Linked DNA regions of Mus musculus: region 2 is linked to region 1. The links are chromatin contacts, called in public HiChIP or PLAC-seq maps. All regions are on one chromosome and are shown on one strand. The core of a region is the stretch at or near the end of the contact, and the rest is flanking DNA. Distances in the headings are between cores, read along the strand shown. Region 1 overlaps Car5a (carbonic anhydrase 5a, mitochondrial). Region 2 overlaps Zfpm1 (zinc finger protein, multitype 1).

Evidence for each region. HiChIP or PLAC-seq counts read pairs in DNA pulled down with a chosen protein or histone mark.
Region 2: an H3K27ac HiChIP or PLAC-seq map of oligodendrocyte precursor cells shows a contact between it and region 1, with 4 times the contacts expected there. The contact joins two enhancer-like sites. A contact is called at or near these places in 3 of 39 promoter capture datasets (the 3T3-L1 cell line, frontonasal cranial neural crest and hippocampal neurons), 6 of 484 Hi-C or Micro-C datasets (the N1E-115 cell line, bone marrow-derived macrophages, cortical neurons and 1 more), 13 of 115 datasets of contacts at active chromatin or transcription factors (SST interneurons, bone marrow-derived macrophages, effector CD8 T cells and 7 more) and 2 of 9 other capture datasets (embryonic stem cells and pancreatic islet).

Annotation. Positions count from the first base shown.
Region 1 is chr8:121,933,176-121,937,516 of GRCm38.p6, forward strand. All of the region lies in intron 2 of Car5a (carbonic anhydrase 5a, mitochondrial), which reads right to left. Among named protein-coding and RNA genes, the nearest start is that of Car5a, 9.6 kb to the right of the region's middle. Within about 2 kb of position 2,301, at least 72 of the 459 cell types and tissues checked have an H3K27ac peak or open chromatin away from gene starts, as enhancers often do. A contact at or near this core is called in the N1E-115 cell line and oligodendrocyte precursor cells, where this site is marked.
Region 2 is chr8:122,327,410-122,331,750 of GRCm38.p6, forward strand. All of the region lies in intron 4 of Zfpm1 (zinc finger protein, multitype 1), which reads left to right. Among named protein-coding and RNA genes, the nearest start is that of Gm46056, 15 kb to the right of the region's middle. RefSeq lists an enhancer at 2,262-2,552. Within about 2 kb of position 2,277, at least 29 of the 459 cell types and tissues checked have an H3K27ac peak or open chromatin away from gene starts, as enhancers often do. A contact at or near this core is called in the N1E-115 cell line and oligodendrocyte precursor cells, where this site is marked.

The DNA.
Region 1 (4,341 bases), core at 1,051-3,550:
GAAGAGCCAGCCTGTCTCTGTTTTAGGTTTCAAACCCATTTTAGAGTAAAGACAAACTAGGTTCGTGACTGTTTATGATTAAACCTCTGTTTTTCAAGGATTGGGCCGTGCCCCTCCTGTAGCCTTAACTACTAATGGTCCTGGGATGCCCTCTTCTGGTGGGTCTGAAGTCAGCTACAGTGTACTTAGGTATAATAATAAAATCTTTGGGTCAAAGCGAGCAGGGACTGAGCAAGCTGGGCAGACCGGAGTGTGAGCAGAGGTCCTAAAAATTCAGTTCCTAACAACCACATGAAGGCTCACAACCATCTCTACACCTACAGTTTACATATATATGAATTCTTTAAAAAAAGTTGTTTATAACCATCTTGCACCCCTACCTGTCAAAAGGTTATATAGCCCCTATGGTTGCATTGCTATGGCTACCTGATGTGATGGCCTTGTTTTGACCATCTCTTTCTGTGACCCTGTAGCCCCCTAATCCTGAGTTATAAAATTCTTATCTTCCTCTCATCCAGTGCTGACCTCTCAAACCCTGCTTTTAGGGGAAGGCAGCCTGTGTACAGGGATTTTTAAAAACTTGCTTTGATTAACAGCATGCTTTAGTTAAATTAGCCATGATGATTCAGGTTCGGGCTCTTTCCCATCTGTATTAGTTAGGGCTTTACTGCTGTGAACAGACACCATGACCAAGGCAAGTCTTATAAAAACAACATTTAATTGGGGCTGGCTTTCAGGTTCAGAGGTTCAGTCCATTATCATCAAGTTGGGATAATGGCAGCATCCAGTCAGGCATGGTGCAGGCAGAGCTGAGAGTTCTACAGTGGCACACCTACCTCAACAAGGCCACACCTCCAAATGGTGCCACTCCCTGGCCCAAGAACATACAAACCATCACACCCTCCATCTTTGGGACCGACACAGCACCTGAAACAGACACTGCTTCTCCCAGGGCAGGACCTTTCTGTAAGGACATTGGCAGACACGTCTTCAGAAAAATCGTGCATCAAGAGCCAGGCCTGGTGGCACACACCTGCCATCCCAGGTCTCAGGAGACTGAGGCAGAGGACATTTTGAGTTTTGAGTCTCATAGTGACTCCCAGTTGGTTTCAGTGAGTCCTAGTCAAAAGACCAAGAAAGACAAAGAAAAAAAGATGGAAGGAAGAAAGAAGGGAGCCAGCATCCCCTAGAAGAGGCTCTTCTGAGTACTTGTCTCTCCTTGGCTTTATGAAACATCTTGAATTCACCAATCTACACCTTCCTGGTCAGGCTCAGGGATCCATCCCTGGAGCCTTCTCTCTAATGGAGATGCCCTAGAAGGCATCCCACTTAGCTATGACCGTGGAGGGCTATCTTGGAGCTTGGGGTCTGTTGAGAGACACGGTAGAGACCAGAAAAATGAGGAAGGAGGCCTGGCTGCTGCTCTCCTTGCCTCATTTCCAGGTCACCTGTCCAGGCAGGAGCCTCCATTTGTCTGGTGCTTCCTCTTGGTTTGTTTTGTCAGGCAGGGCCTTTCTCTGACCTGCAACTGGTGACCCCTGGTGGACAGAAGTAAAATCTGAGAGCTCTAAGTTTACAAGCTGACCCTGGGAGTCAGGCCTGTGGTGGCCAGCAGCAGCAGTTTTGGACTTGGGCTCCTTTGGGATCTCTTGGCTTTGGTGGCGACTGTCAGTTGTCACCTAGAGGAGCAGAGGCCATGGTGGACTGTGAAAATATTCGGGGAAGTTTTACAGGCAAAGCCTGGGGGCTCTGGCAGCCCCCAGCAAGCTAGGCTCAGCCCCTCCTCCCTAAAATCCCACTTAAAGATATTTTCACAGATCATACAGAGAAAGGAACTGTTTTCAGTGTTGCCAACAACCACCCTTGGGACCTGACAGGAGGCTTGGGTTTAAATATGCAAAGAGTATAAATATGCAGAGACTCTGTGACCTACCCAGCAGTGACCTTCCACTGTCTCAGCTCATCTCTCTACAGGGGGGGAGGGGGAGAGTTTGGGGGGAGGCTGATGCCAGGATTCAGCCTTTCCCTTCCTGTGTGGAATTCCTGGGGAAAATATAATTCTCTGTTGTGCTTTGTTTCCACAGTCTGATGGCTGAAGCATCCCCTTCAGACTGTCTTCTTTCTTTCCAGGATTGTTACAGAGTAACTTCAGCGGCAGCTGTTCTCTGGGCATCACCAATACATAGTTGCTTGTACTGACTGAGTAGGTCTTAGTGACCACATCCACTGTGACCAGAGAAAGCCCACCCTGAGCTCTGGGCTAATGTCTGCTTCCTGCTTCTTGGCGGTCCCTCTAGTGGACAGCATCACAAGGGCATGCAGCCAGCACTTGGCTGGGACCACAGCAGGCGAAGAAGAGGTCCTCTGCTGAATGCTTAATCCTTTGGCAGGGTTCCAGGTACCCAGGTTTTCAATGCCTCCTTTCAGTTCCGTGGAGCCAGCCTGCGACTTCAGTAACAAAGGAGACTGACGGTCTGGCTGATCTTACACCATCCACCGGTGAGTAGAGTAATACTCTCTCGGATACACACACTCTCTGCTGCCCATGGCCCAGTTTGCTGCTTGGAGCATCATTTCATGCTCCCCCCAATCTCATCCCTATCCCCAGGAAAGAAGATGAGCCACCTGCAAGTGTGAAACTTACATGGTGAGCTGGCTCACGTGGGGCTCAGCAGTGCTGAGCCTCCGGGCCTGGCTGCTATGTCCGGGGTGGCTCCCCTTCATCCCTCTGTCCTCTGCTTCCATCTGTTTCTCTCCACCATCTCTCTGCTGCCCCCCCCCCCAGGCCTTTGGATTGGTGGTCTTCAGCCATTTGAATGTAGTACCTGCCTCTGCAGTTCATCCCTCTAACAATCTACAAGAGACTGCATCCCTTACCTCCTGGAAGGCTTCCTCTGCCTTCTCTGACTTCCTGGGCAACTGTCTGATGCCTCCTGATGGTTTGTGACTACAGTTGCTGGCACTTGGCAAAACAGAGACCCAAACAATCACACTTTCCATAAAACTGCCTCCACACCCCGTGCCTCCCATCCACTTAGGTACCTCAGGAGACGGACACTTCTGCTCTTTCTTTTCCATCCAGTTTTCCTTTTCTTTTCTTTATTTGTTTTAAGTGGAAGGTTCATTTCCTCATTCTGGCTGGAAACTTTTCTGTGGTGTCTTGCCCTCCACCCCCCCCCCCCTTGGCGTTTTCCATCCTCTGCTCCTGATTTCCGATGGACTCAAATGGAAGGGACAGAAAAATGTAGAAAGCGAGCCAGGCGAGGAGGGAAGGCGCAGGATGGATACAGTGAAAGCAGACTGGCCCGGGCCGATGCGAGCCAAGGATGCGCTGTTAGTTTATGTGATGGAAGACACCCAGATGGTTCTTTCCATCTGTCTGCGCAGGGTGGGGAGCATCCTTTTGATCCAGATGAGGAAGGTGGTGACGCCAGGGGTGGGGTCAGGCTGAGGTCAAACTGGAAGGCTGCTGTCCACCCACAGTGCAAGGCTGCGGGCCTTGGAGCAATCAAGTTATGGATGAGCCAAGGTCAGCGGGGTTAAGAGAGTGAGGATCCCTAACAGTCGGCTTTCTCTCCCCAGCCACACTTCTGGGAGCCAGGCCTCGATGTCCCGTGAGAGGATACTTTCCCCTCTCTCGTGCACATTTTGCTTCAAGTCAGGGTCACCCTTAGGTTGGCTGCACACTGGTGGGAACTGCTGTGCTTGGCCATCAGCAGTGGAACATGGAGCCATCACCAGAGCCAGGACTATTGACAGACCTCTCTTCTCCCAGGGTTCTTTTGGGAGGTGGCGCCAACCAGAGGCCACCCCATTTTGTTACCTCTAGGAAATCCACCCAGGGAGTCATTTGTCACCCTGGACCCTGCTGTGCTAGGCTTTTCTGGATTGACACCAACGATGTTCCCTCTTCTTTGCTTAAAATGGCTGTAGTTTCTGCAGTGCACAACCAAAAGAAGTCTGAACTGACAGGACAAGCAGCTCCCCGGGGAAAGAGCCTGAGATTAAAGCCCTAGAATGGGGCTGGAGGGATGGCTCAGTGGTTAAGAGCACTGGCTGCTCTTCCAGAGGTCCTGAGTTCAATTCCCAGCAACCACATGGTGGCTCACAACCATCTGTAATGGGATCTGACGCCCTCTTCTGGTGTGTCTGAAGACAGAGAGAGTGTCCTCACTTACATAAAAAATAACATAAAATAAAATAAATACATCTTTAAAGGCCTAGAATGTCCTGGAACTTTAGCCCTGGGGAGGTTGAGGCAAAAGGACCAAGAGATCAAGGTCAAGAGGTGAGGCTAGTCTTGGGGTGGGAGGAGGTGAGAGTTGGAGTAGGTGGTGGTGA
Region 2 (4,341 bases), core at 1,027-3,526, 390 kb after region 1:
AAAAGAAAAAGAAAAGATGCTAGAAAGGCTGAAGTGGGCCCAGACTGCGTGACTTCATGTGGACCAGCCTTTAGGTCAGTCCCTAATGGCCTGAGGTCCTCTCATCTGGGGATGGAGTGAGGGAGCCTAGGCTAGCCCAAACTCACCTTACTGGGACTTGAGGGAGTGCTGGGGAAGTTTGGTTTCCATCCCCATCTTTGTGTAACAAGGGAGGGAGGGTACCCAGGAAAGGCATCTCCTCTCCAGGGCATGCAGCCCAGCTGTGCCCACTGCTGTTCTACCCAGATGTGAAATATAGTTTGAGCCCTGCTTCACTGGCCTGGGGAAGCATTCCAAGCCCCGCCTTAAAGAGACAGCAGCCCAGCCTGAGAAACCTCAGCTGGAAAGTGGCTGTCTGCTGTAACCTGACAGCAGGCATAGATGTACCCCGAGTGCCACACCCTGTACACTCTGTCATAGCTGAAGACAGAGGCCACTATCCTAAGGGGCAGAGTAGGTCCTGTGCTCTTTGAGGCAGAGCTGCCTGAGGCGTCTGGTGGCCCCAGGACTCTTGGTCTTCATGTGGCTCCATCTCCCCTTGTACCTTCTCTTTTTTATGTCATTTGTTATTTGGGCTACCCTGTTCCAGGTGATTTCATATTTTCATATGAAATATGCAAAGACCCTTTCTCTAAATAAGATCACTCTCACAATTCTGGTGACATCTGTGAAGCCACCATTCTGCCCAGTCCATAGAGACTGGGACAGTCAGGAGTGTCATTTGGCTCAGTCACCAGGCCCAGTCTAGGTTTGCTCTTGGCTTTGTGGGGGCCTGAGCCCCCTTCTTCTCCATCTTTGGTTTCCCCGTCAGCTAAGGGAGAAGCTTAAAAAATATCCTAGGCTCCCACCCCTCCTCAGGCTCCTCCATCTGCTCCTGAGCTGCAGCAGCTATGGCCTCAGACCTGCCTGCAGCTAGCTCCATCTTTGGGCCCCAAAGCCACCCTGAGGTAAAAGGCTGGGGCCAGGAGGTGAGCAGCAGGGCCCACCCTACACAGAGGGATGGCTGGCAGGGATGGCATGAGCCATGCGCCTGTGACTCTCCCCGCAGGTGATCTCTGCCCTCATTTCTCTGCCTGAGATGGCCAGCATCGTCCTTGCTCTCCTCCCAACACGAAATGCAGTTAACATGAACCCAAGCTCACTCTTGCTGGTCCCTTGTCCCCTGTTGTCCCTGGCCCTTCAAAGGCCCTGCTCCTTCCCCTTTACTATGTACTGTGTCTCTAGCCCTTGGCACAGAGCTGGCCTTCAGGGACTGAGGGGCGAGTACATGGATGAGCAGTGACAGTGGGGTGGGCAGAGCTTCTTAGACTTTGGTTCTAATCCTGTGTACACAGCGTGTATTCTCGGTGAGCCTCAACCCTACACCTATGAAGTGGGCGATGGGCATCTGGGGAAAAGAGAGGAGCCATAGGCTGTTATCACTGTGGAAGGAGGGTGGATCAGCAGGAGAGAGGGCCTAATTAGAGTCACCCTGTGACCACAGGCCCCAGCACTAGTCCCCAGCATATGGGGACCTGAAGCCCAGGCAGCAGTGTGGGATACCATTTTTGGAGCAAGCTGCCCACCTGAGAGGGCTCACCTTCCCTGAAAACGGCTTTATGAGCAGCAAGATTTGGGAACAGCCGCAGATAAAGTCGTCTCAGAGATGGTTTCTGATGGTTTCTGATGGTTATCAGCCCGCAGAGTCGGACACTGACCTCTTTGTTGGGGGAACAGGAGCAGGCTCAGATCCACAGGAGAATTTAAAGTGGCTGATGTCATCCAGGGCTGGGGGGAGGGAGAGTTGGAGCCAGGAGGGAGAGACAAATGATGGCTGGAGGGGCAGCGAGTGGGACAGATGCCAGGGCTCTTCTCTGACCTAGACACACCTGAACAGAGGAGCCGGGGGCCGGGAGCTGAACTCCTCCTCCGAGGCCTACCTGAGAGACCCAGACAGGGAGAAGAGTGACCACAAAGCCCTGTCCCAAGCCCCAACCTATCCTGATGCAGGGCAATGACATTCACACACACACACACACACACACACACACACACACACACACACACACACACACACGGAAACAGAGAAGGGACCTGCATGGAGGCGCAGGACCTCTGTTTTGGGGCAGCCAGGAACTCATGGCCCATTTCCCTGGGGACTTGATGTGCTGGACAGCAACCACTGCTCCCTCCTAGCACTGCTCCCCAAGGTTGCATGCACCCCATGCCACAGTGCTGCAAGGGGGTGCGGTATGGTGTTCCATGCACTGGGACTGCCACAGAAAGAGCAGCTTGTGCAGCGTCAGCAAAGTGGCGTGCGTGTGCGCGCTCGTGTTTTTATCATGCGGTGAACACGCTGCTCCGGAGAGCGATAAGCGTTAAACCGACCGCGAGGCTGTCAGTCTCAGTTTGAGGGTTTAGAAATATTGGGACGAATAATTAGATTTCATATCGTTACCACAGCACCCATCAGAGGATCAGGCAGATTAATTTTCTCACCCTCCTCCGCTCATTAATATTCATTAGAGTAGTGGAAGGCTGAGGCAGGGAGGGCCAGACCCAGCCACCTCACTGACAGCCATCTGCTGGGGCCAGGAACAGCTAGCCTGTGAGAGTCAGAGGCCCCCTGTGTGGCTGCCCACACCCGTCTGCTGCTTACTCTGTGCTATCCAACTGTGACCTTGAAAGCTCACCTACCCCCTGCATCCCTGGGAGCCACCTCCTGACGGAAGCCAGCCGATCTGAAGCAGGCTCTTGGGTAGAATGCACTCCCTCAGTGGACGTGTGGCAACTGCCAGCAAGGTCCAGGGTGCAAGGCAATACCTAGGTCCAGAGATGCCTTACTGTTCATGTTATCCTTCAAGCAGAGCATAAGTAAGCAGCCGTGGCCAGTATACACAGCTCTAGGGCTTCCTGTATCCTCACATTCATCTGTGCCCAGGGCAGAAAGGCCCACAGAGAAGGGCACAGCCTCCCTAGCCCCCAGCTCTCCCACCGCCCTGAGATGGTGGCAGGACAAGGAAGGGGATTCCTTCCCCTATCCTGACAGCAACTTTGTCATGTGGGCCTCACCGTGCTGGCATACAGGAAACTGAAGCCAGAGGTGCAGGTGTTACCTGCTAGGACTCCAGGGCTCCCCTTCAGAACCAGCTTATCTCCACTCCCTGCTCCATGGCAAGCCACGTGGCAGCAGGCAGGTGACGTGGAAGCCACCGGGCTGGGCTGTCATGACCTCATGGGTCACTGGGAGTTCCCAGCTAGTAGGCCTTATCTTGTTGGCTCTGTATATGCCATGTGAATGCGATCTGTAAAGAGTTGGTCCACAGGGGTCACAGGAGAAAGGTCAGACCTGAACCCTGACGTTTGGCCCCAGAGCCTATGTGGGCATCACACACAAGGGGACCCAGGAGTGCCAAGCACTGTCCTGGCAGTTCCCCTTACAGTCAGCAGCCTGTTTCTCCTCCTGTTCCAGCCTGTTGGTCATCTTCCTTACCCAGTGAGCTCATTGCCATGACCACCGCAGCGGTTCTTAGGAGCCGGGAGTGAGCAGGGGCTCTAAGCTTTGGGTTAAGAGTTCCTGGGGTGCAGGTTTCTGAGTGAAAGGCATTTATTTGAATCAAACAGCGAATGGCCGACAGGATGATACACAGGCCTGCTCTGCCTTTACACATAGTGCCCGAGTGGCTTAGTCCAGGGGCTAAGTAAGCTCAGCGAACAGGGAGGTGCCCAAGTGGCAGCAGTCACCCACCCCACCCTCCAAGGATAGACAGGACTGGGCCTCTGCTGTCCCTGCCTTCCACTGGCTGTGTCTCATCCTCCACCGGAGACCAAATCCCAGCCCAGCCTTCCAGCCTGGGCTGCACAGAGACATGGCCACGTACACTTACTTCCTCTGCTGCTGGGCTGAGAGCCAGGGTGCAGGGGGCAGGAAGCAAGCAGCTTTGGTGGCCCTGGGGGGCTGAGCCCAGAGCTCTTCCCTTCCAGGTTCAGATGGAGCTGCAGAGGAAGTGTGTGGCACAGCCCTAGGCTGGAACTTCTAACCCCAACCCCCTCCCCTTTATTCTGTCTCAGTTCCCTGGCCCATATGATGGGGAAGAGGGCACAGAGCCTCAGCTACCCACTACCCCTCGCTCCCTGGCAACACAGCTGTCTTGGGTTGGGGCAGCCAATCTCAGGAGAAGGACAGTGCTCTCAATGAACGGACAGGGCCAAAAGTTCCACCCTGCACCAGAAAGGAAAGCTCTACTGTACAGAGACATGGGCTCGTGCTCTCCCTCTCTCCCTCTCTCCCTCTCTCCCTCCCTCTCTCCCTCTCTCCCTCCC